2 separate regions of the Sus scrofa genome follow, and region 1 is linked to region 2. A link is a contact called in public HiChIP or PLAC-seq data. All regions are on one chromosome and are shown on one strand. Each heading gives the region's core, a stretch centred on a gene start, on an enhancer-like site or on the middle of the called end of the contact. The rest is flanking DNA. Distances are from core to core; before and after follow the strand shown. Region 1 holds the start of PMEL (melanocyte protein PMEL). Region 2 holds the start of DNAJC14 (DnaJ heat shock protein family (Hsp40) member C14).

Region 1 (4,063 bases), core at 1,130-3,629, 92 kb after region 2:
ATGGGAGCTGCAGCTGCCTGCCTATGCCACAGCCACAGCAATCCGAGCTGCATCTGCAACTTACACCAGAGCTGAGTGAGGCCAGGGATAGAACCTGCATCCTCATGGTAACTAGTTGGGTTAGTTACCGCTGAGCCACAATGGGAACTCCCAACATCATGTTATTTTAAACCCTACAAATTCAGTATGTATCTGCAAAAAGATTTTTTTTTTTTTTGCTTCTTAGGGCCACACCCACAGCATATGGAAGTTCCCAGGCTAGGGGTGGAATCAGTTGCAGTTGCCACAGCAACACTGGATCTGAGCTGCGTCTGACCTACACGAGAGCTCGTGCCAATGCCGAATACTTAACCCACTGAGCAAGACCAAGGATCAAACCCGAATTCTCATGGATACTGGTCCAGTTCATAACCGCTGAGCCACAATAGGAACGCCTGAATATTTTCTTGAGGAAACACAATGTTAGTTCATAACAAAGTTACCAAACCCATCCATTTGAAATTTCATGAATATCTAGAAATGTCTTCTTATGACTTAAAAAAAAATTAGGGGATCAGGCGTTGCTGTGAGCTGTGGTGTAGGTCGCAAATGTGGCTTGGATTCCGAATAGCTATGGCTGTGGTGTAGGCCAGCAGCTACAGCTCCGATTCAACCCATAGCCTGGGAACCTCCATATGCTGCTGACACAGCCCTAAAGAGACAAAAAAAAAAAAAAAAAAAAAAAAATTTTCCAAAAAGCACAATATTTTTAAGAACCTCAGGTGGACATTTACAAACAGAATGTGTCTAGAGTACAATAAGGAACATAGTAAAAGAAAAAGACTTGAAACTGCACCAAGTATGAAGTCAGATCAAGAAGAAGTTCCTAGAAGTCTATGAGACCAGGGGTCTAGAGAAAGTGGTAGATTAGGATTCGATGTAGATATTTCAGCATGCCAGAAACTATCCTAACTCCATTTCTAACATGTACCAGAAATCTGGTCGATTCTGCTGGGGGAGACCTGGAATCATCCCACTGAGCATCCCACAACTAGAGCAAGAGAATCATAAGATGCCCCATTCTTTGTCCACTTCCAACCCTCCCTTCCTCAGAGCAGCACGGGACATTCCAGACCCTCTCACCACTCCCACCCCCACCCCTCGCTCCTGTCACGAGGCCACAATCCCCCAGAGCCCTTTCATGTGATGCTCAGCTGAGACCCCTCTGCCTGACTTCCAGCCCCAGAACAAAAGCCTGTGTTTGCCCATGCCCATCCCAAAGAGGAAATGTGGTACCTCTTTACCCTCTATTCAATACCACATTCTCTTGTTCCTCGTTGGAAATACTCTATCTCAAGTGCCTGAGACATTGCCTAAAAGAGTCTCCCTCTCATTTTATCCCCTTGGATCCCCTGCTCCAGCTCACTGTCCACGGGTCTCAGAATTAGGGCCACAAAGACCCACTCTTCTCTTGCCCTTCCAAGCAGATGGGATTATTTTTAGGCTCAGTCCCAAATCTCCATGTGGAGAGAGAGTTCATGTGCCCATGTCCTCACTAAATCAAATGGGAGGGAGAAGTCTGAGGCATTGCTGGTATTTCCCATTAGGGAGGGGAAAAGCAGAGCAGGTGTGCAACCCCAAATTCACACTTGCTCATGTCTACACTCCCCATACTCACCTTCTGTGGCCCCCACAGCCAGAAAGGCACCCATCACAGCCACATGGAGAAGGCATTTTCTGAGCACCAGATCCATGGTATTCTTCCTTCCAGCAACCAAAGGCACTGGGGCAAAGGACAAGCCCCTATATAAGAAAGGGGTGCTCATTTGCATAGCCCTTCCCCCTTTCCCTCCAGAGGAGGCCTGGGAGGAGGAGGAGGACCTGAGAAAGGCAGAACTGGGGAGGGATCCTGGTCCCTGGACATCTTGCTACGCAGTGACAGTTTCTGGCTTCACAGGGTCACTCTCAACACTCCCCCGCCCAAAGAATTGACTGAAGGGCAGCAACATAGCATAACACGTACCCTACACACACAATCCATCATGGGAGAGTGGATCAATCTATTGTGAGTCAAACCAGAAACCTGTCAAAAAGACTGTAGAAACAGCAACCCTGCATCCAAAAACAGAGATTGTGTAGGATAGGCTGACAGAGGCAATGACTCCTCCGAGGTCCAGGAAACCCTTGCAAGGAGCTTCCCAGCTTCCTGCTTTTCAGAGAAGGTTCCCTGGGCTAGGTGGAATTTAATCTTAGATCAGTGCACATTTTCCTAAGGGTGGTGAAAACCCGGTTTAGATATTAGGAAATCCCTACAGACTCAAGGTACAGGTAGAAAACTCGAGCCCAAATCAAATACTAGGAACACGATATTTCACCTTCCCACCTAGGTTAAAACTTGACTTAATACACCTCAGAAACTTGCGCTGGGAAGGGTCGTTTGGGGCGTGGCGGAGCGCAGGACGGGCCCTTCCCACTCTGACGTTAACCAATAGGAAGATCTGGGGGCGGAGCCAGGGAAACGCGGGAAGGAGGGGCGGGGCTTCTGGTGGCGGTAGGGAACTGGCGGGGGGAGGCGGCAACATTGTTTCAAGTTGGACAAATTGACAAGAGCGAGAGATACGCTGCGTTCCATCCCGACCTGGGGCTGCCGTGCAGGGCCCTGTTTCCCCCTCCTCGGCCCCCGAGAGCTGGGTGCCGCTTTCTGCTGGGTTCCCAGGCCCCCGCTCCAGGGCCGGGCTGATTCGACTCGCTAGCGCTTCATGGAGAACTTCCAAAAAGTGGAAAAGATCGGAGAGGGCACGTACGGAGTTGTGTACAAAGCCAAAAACAAGGTGACGGGAGAAGTGGTGGCGCTTAAAAAAATCCGCCTGGACACGTGAGTGGCCTCTGTACCTGGGACTCCTCTAACTCCGGAGCTCCTTGAGTGCCCCCCACCCCCACCCCAACAGGCGGGTAGCCATCCAGGGACCGGAAGGTAGTAGGGAGGGACTTCTTTTGAAGTGGAGAGGTAGGTTGAAGGACAGTACAGGGTTTCCTTGTGGAGAATATAGGGTAGTGTAGAGTCCATGGGAAATTTCCTTTCCAAAGGCGGGTGATGCCCGAAAATGTACAGTCAGAAAGACTCGGGAAGAGGAAGGAGGCCTCTGATTTGGGGTCCAGGACTCCCCGTGGAGTTGGGTTTTGTAGAAAGCGGTAAAGAGCAACTTTTTGAATACGAACTTTCCTCGCTGTCTCAACCCCACCCTCATCTTAGAATTCTCTCCCCCTTTCAAAAGAATGGCAGTTGAAACTCACTGGCCCCTCTCGGAGGCTGGGTGCTGCTACTCCCCCCACCCCCACCTTTTTTCCCCCAGTTAACCTTCTTCACTTTCACCAAGAGGCTTTGCTAATCTACCCCTGGGAAAAGAAGAAATAATGACCTTAATGTGTCCAAAAGCCCTTCCTGTCCACCCATGAATTAATCCCTGACACCCCTTTTCTCTCATTTCCCTAGAGGATGCTGGGGTGGTGTCTCTGGTGGGGTCATGACTGGGCTGGGGAAAAAGGAATATTTGTAACCACATTCCCATCTGCTTTCCCAACTTCTCCAAGTGAGACGGAGGGTGTACCCAGTACTGCCATTCGAGAGATCTCTCTGCTTAAGGAGCTTAACCACCCTAATATTGTCAAGTAAGTATGCATCCGGGAGGTGCTCTGACAGTAAAGGAAGATGTGTTCTGTTTGTGTTATCTGGACATTTCTCTCCCTCACCTCTGTTCCTGGACATCCCCCCTTCCCTAGGTTGCTGGATGTCATTCACACAGAAAACAAACTCTACCTGGTTTTTGAGTTTCTGCACCAGGATCTCAAGAAATTCATGGATGCCTCTGCTCTCACTGGCATTCCTCTTCCCCTCATAAAGGTAATCCTTCTCATCAGTTCCTCCCCAACATGGGCATGTCTTGGGGGCACTTAAGACAGATAATTAAGACTGAGTGATGATTTGTGATCTTGGCTTCATTCCCAGCCGTCATCCCCCTATCATGCAAACACAATCACACATACCTTTTGTGTGTGTGTGTGTGTGTGGTGTGTGTGTGTGTGT
Region 2 (4,490 bases), core at 775-3,274:
GAAGTAGAGAGGAAGGGTACTCACCATCACTGCCAGCTGCCTATAGGCCTTCTTCAGCTCAACATCTGATGCTGTGGCTTCAACTCCCAACACATGGAAAGGGTTTAGCTCATCCTCAGGAACCCCAGCCATGGTCAAGAGTCGAGCCACTTCCTCTTCAGGCTGGCAGTAGCGACCACTAGCTACAGGTGCATTCCCCTGCCTATCAGTCCTCTGCTTAACCCAAGGCAACTCCAGCCAACCCCGCTGAACCATTCTTACCAGCTGCTGCCATGGCCTGCTATCTTTCAGCAGAATCAGGCACCGCTGCCAGGTGGGAGAAGCTAGCCAAGAGAAGAGCCACGCAGCTTTACCCCTCCAGCCTAATCGGTCACCCAGTCCTACCAGAAACCACCAGCCCAACTGTAGACAGCCCAACAAAAGGGCCAGAACCCAGAGCAGCAAAGCACCCAATAGCCTAAGAAAACGGATGAACAGCCCTGCCCCACAGGAAAACCCCTGGCTCAGAAACTGGAACATCAGCTGGGCCCAAGTCCCCAGCCGCCCTGCCCAGACTCCCACCCAAACACGAAAAAGGTCCAGATCACTGCCTTTCAGCTGCCTGCATGCATAGATGAGATGGCCACAAGTTTCCACGTACTCCCCCACTAATACCAGCAGTTCGATCAGCCACCAGAAGCCTGCCTGTCCAAGCTGACACAGTTCCTCTGCTCCCCACAATCCCAGTCCTCTGCGCTTATCTGCCTGACTCCGTTTCCGACCAAGCCGATGTCGACCAGGGACCTAGGATCTCTGCGTCCACCCTCCCGAGTATCCTCCTTGGCTGGAATGCGGTGCCGCTGTCTCCTCGGTGGAGGTTTCTTTCCACTGGGCACACGTGAAAAATCATTGGGGAACTTAAGAGGTTCCTCATCATCATATTCCTCTTCCAACTCTTCATCTTCCCCCAAAGCTGGAGTGGTACAATGGTGGCAAAAGTTGCTAGAAGAGCTATCTCCTCCCTGAGAATAAGGCCCTTCAGGAATTCCAGGGATTCCCTGGCAGTCACAAGCAGATGGAATGGAAAGAAAGGAAGGGTTCCCATCCTCCTGGTACCCAGCCTCATTCTCTTTTGAGAGTTCCTGGTCCACTCCTGACTCTTCTTCTGAAGATGCCTCACTCTGATCAGGGTCCTCTCCATTCCTAGGGGGTCCTGGACCCCTTGGGGGGCCATGGCTTGGATCCGACCAGTGAGCTGGATTTGGGGGCTGTGTGTACTTAGGACTAGAGTGCTCTGTGAGGCAGCGGGCACCATTAGGAGCAGGCCCGGCTGAGTCCCTGAGTCCTGAGAATGAAAGTATTTCAGGGTCCACAGAGGGTCCTAGAGTCCTGAGGGAGGCACCACCACTGTGGTGGGCTCCACACAACCCTCTTTCTCCGGGGTGCTTCTGGGCCATGACCCCGGGGCTTCCTGAGGATATTAGGTCACAGCCATCATGGTAAATTCTGATACCTGTAACAGAGGTATCAAGGTGGAGATGATCAAGGATAGGTCCAAGAAAGAGGTTAGATAATCTTAAATTAGGGATACATTGAATGCACCGAGTTCTTCTGGCGCATTCATTACCCCAGCAATAAAGCCAATACGACAACCTGCTCCCTCCCCCCACCCCCCTTACTTTTCTCTTTCACCAGAAAGCTATAACCATGAATCCAGGGAAAAGGGAGGTACCGTAAAGGGTGCGATCCTGGGGGTCACTCTTGGTTAAAAAGTAAGGACTGGAAAGGGGACCACAAGCTGCCAGAAAAGGGTGGGGACCGAGCGGCCCTTAAGGAAAATCTAGGGCGGAGTCTGGGTTTGTCCCAGAGAGAGACAACCCTCGAACCCTCAGGGCTAGGTGGACGAAGGTAACGTACCTAAGAGCGGCGGTAACTCCTCCCCCTCGAGCAGCTGGGCCTAGGGCCAGGGGGAGCTACGAGAGCAGCTCCCCCGGCTCCGCCTCCCGCTCACGCTCTGCTTCCGCCTTCCGTGCCCGCCGCTGCCGCCGACCTGCGCTTACTTCCACTTCCGGGGTCACCAGGGAAGACACGGGAAGGAGAAGTAAAAGCGGTTGGCGGAGGCGCGAGCCTGTTCGGTAAAGCGCCGAGTCCAATCGGAAGAGGCGGCCTTGAGGAAGCGCTGGTCCCGCCCCTTAAAGGTCCCTCTCCTTCCTCCCTCCGCGTGCTGAAGTGGAATTCGCGAAGGTTGCACCCTTGGAAGCGAAGCAAGTGGACGCTGCAGCAGTGCCTGTGGAGTGGTTGCAGAGTCTCAGGGTCCCTCTGGCAGTATTTTTGGACTTTGCCAAAACCAGGGGTTAGAGGAAAGCCACCGAGCCAGTCTGTTTCCCTTGCAGACAAAACCCGGGAGCATAGGGGAGCCACCGTTCTGATCACTTCCCTGCTGGCTGTAACGAGGTCAGAGGCCCTTTAGTATCGTGCAGAGGTAGAATGGAGGGAAGGACGCCCCAGGCCTGACCCCACCCTGGCCCTCCTACACTGCTCCTTCTTTCCCAGCAACCCACGGTCTCCGCAGCGCCTGACCCAGCTGGCGAACTGCCCGGTACAACTGTAGCTCCCACGGCCCGGATCCGCCCCTCTGGGTAGAACTCTCAGGCCTCGTCACGAAGTTGGGCCAGAGGAATGGGAGCGTAGCTTCGCTAGGCTCTGGACCCGAGCGGAATGCCAAAAAACACTGGATTCATCTGCTTGCTGCTTTGCATCTCGTTTGCATACCAAGCTGTCTGTCGACGTCGACACGCTTCCCCGCCCCCACGCAGACCCGGCTTGGCTCCCTTCTCTGTGCGTCCCCTCCTCTCCACACGCCTCTCTCCGTTAGTCCCCCTTCCAGACTCCGTCTTGCTCCGCAAGTTTTTCTACCCATGAACCCCTCGCCGGCAACCCCAGACCAGTAAGAGCCCCTTCCCCCGATCCTGGATCCCGGGTCCCGGGTCCCGAAAACCAAGTTCTCCAGAAAACAATACTCCAATTCTCTGGGAAGTGGAAGAAACCAAGCCGGAGTAGGGGGGCGCTGGGACACCAGTAGAGGGTTTGAGAGCTTCGAGTTGTTGAGTCAGCGCTGAAGTATTCAGAGACCTTTTCTCAAACCTCTTGCGTTTCTCCAAGACCCTTCCTTCCTACGGTTGCGGGGTCTGTGGTCCCAGCCTACATCAATAGGCAAACTGGGTCCCCCCACACAAAACGAAAAGAGTTGGAGGGGCCCGCCCTGTGATGTCAGCCCCCCCAACACACACACACCCTGTCCCCTTCCTCCAACCCCCAAACTGGTTGCATTTAGCCCACGGGGCTTGGACTACGACTTGCAAGAGTTCAGGGGGCAACGAACAGAGTGGCCCTGGGGGTGTCCACTCCCAACAACCACCCGAAACGACGCCTAAGACTCCGGGCAGGGATGCAGCTGGGGGTCTAGGGAAGCACATCTACCCCCTCCTCTCCTCAGCCTTGACAGGGTGGTGAGTAGTTAACACCCCCTCCCCAACCTCTCCTTATTTAGGGTCCCCAGACTTCCAAATGGATTGAGGAGAGGAGCCCTAGGGATTGCCCAAGCCAACTCTTCCTTTTCTATGACCAAAAGAAGACAGCTGAAGGGAAGTGCCTGCACCGCCTTACCCTCCTCCCTTAGTGCCCCCAATGCCAGCCCCTCCTTGGTGTTCTTTCAGGAACTAAGTTCAAATCCCACTGGCAGCGCTGACATACCAGGGGAAAGGAAAAGGTAGGAAAGTTCCACCAGTATCCTGAAGGGAGGAGCAAATACGAGATGTCTATGGGCAAGGCGCCTGCCTAGTCTAAGAGGGACCACAGGAACTGGACTGTTGCTGGGCGCCCCTTCCCCCAACAACTCCGTCTCCACCTGAGGCGGAGGCTTCAAAACCCTGACAAAATCTGTGTTGCTGTCTCCACTTGATTCCTTATCCCAAACTCTTTTTGGTGTCTACTTTTTTCTCCTCTTCCTTCTCTGGGGTTAGAGCAGCTGAGGGAGACCCTTCACCATGACTCATTCTATCCTCTTCCTCCTCCTTCTCCCCCTTTTGTTAACTCCACCCTTCCCAGTCTAATGGGATAATTTTGAGTCCCAGCTGCAAATGGGGCAAAGTTTCTCTTCAGCTGGAATTGGCTGCTAGGCCTTTAGACCCTAGTCACCTGAGTGCCCCTGGCCTTTCCCTCCACACACAAGGACTAGGAAACTCCAACCCCACCCTGAAAAACCAGGGGACAAAGACTCATTACCTGCATAAGATTTTTTTTTTTTTTTTGGTCTTTTTTTTTGTCATTTCTTGGGCCGCTCCCCAGGCATACGGAGGTTCCCAGGCTAGGGGTCAAATCAGAGCTCTAGCCACCAGCCTACACCACAGCCACAGCCACAGCAACGCCAGATCCGAGCCGCATCTGCAGCCTACACCACAGCTCACAGCAATGTCGGATCCTTAACCCACTGAGCAAGGCCAGGGAGCGAA

What was found. HiChIP or PLAC-seq counts read pairs in DNA pulled down with a chosen protein or histone mark.
Region 1: a contact with region 2 is called in an H3K27ac HiChIP or PLAC-seq map of alveolar macrophages. The contact joins the promoter of PMEL here to the promoter of DNAJC14 in region 2. A contact is called at or near these places in 5 of 47 Hi-C or Micro-C datasets (embryonic fibroblasts, epiblast stem cells, liver and 1 more) and 2 of 2 datasets of contacts at active chromatin or transcription factors (alveolar macrophages and skeletal muscle).

What each region holds. Positions count from the first base shown.
Region 1 is chr5:21,363,230-21,367,292 of Sscrofa11.1, forward strand. It overlaps PMEL (melanocyte protein PMEL), which reads right to left and starts at 2,380. Exons shown (of 11, transcript XM_021091780.1): 1 at 1,658-2,380. The coding sequence starts at 1,811. It overlaps CDK2 (cyclin dependent kinase 2), which reads left to right and starts at 2,601. Exons shown (of 7, transcript NM_001285465.1): 1 at 2,601-2,854; 2 at 3,571-3,648; 3 at 3,760-3,880. The coding sequence starts at 2,739.
Region 2 is chr5:21,271,211-21,275,700 of Sscrofa11.1, forward strand. It overlaps DNAJC14 (DnaJ heat shock protein family (Hsp40) member C14), which reads right to left and starts at 2,025. Exons shown (of 8, transcript NM_001185066.1): 1 at 1,897-2,025; 2 at 783-1,492; 3 at 25-780. The coding sequence starts at 1,436. LOC100523964 (transmembrane protein 198-like) reads left to right here and starts at 2,197. Exons shown (of 4, transcript XM_021091778.1): 1 at 2,197-3,488.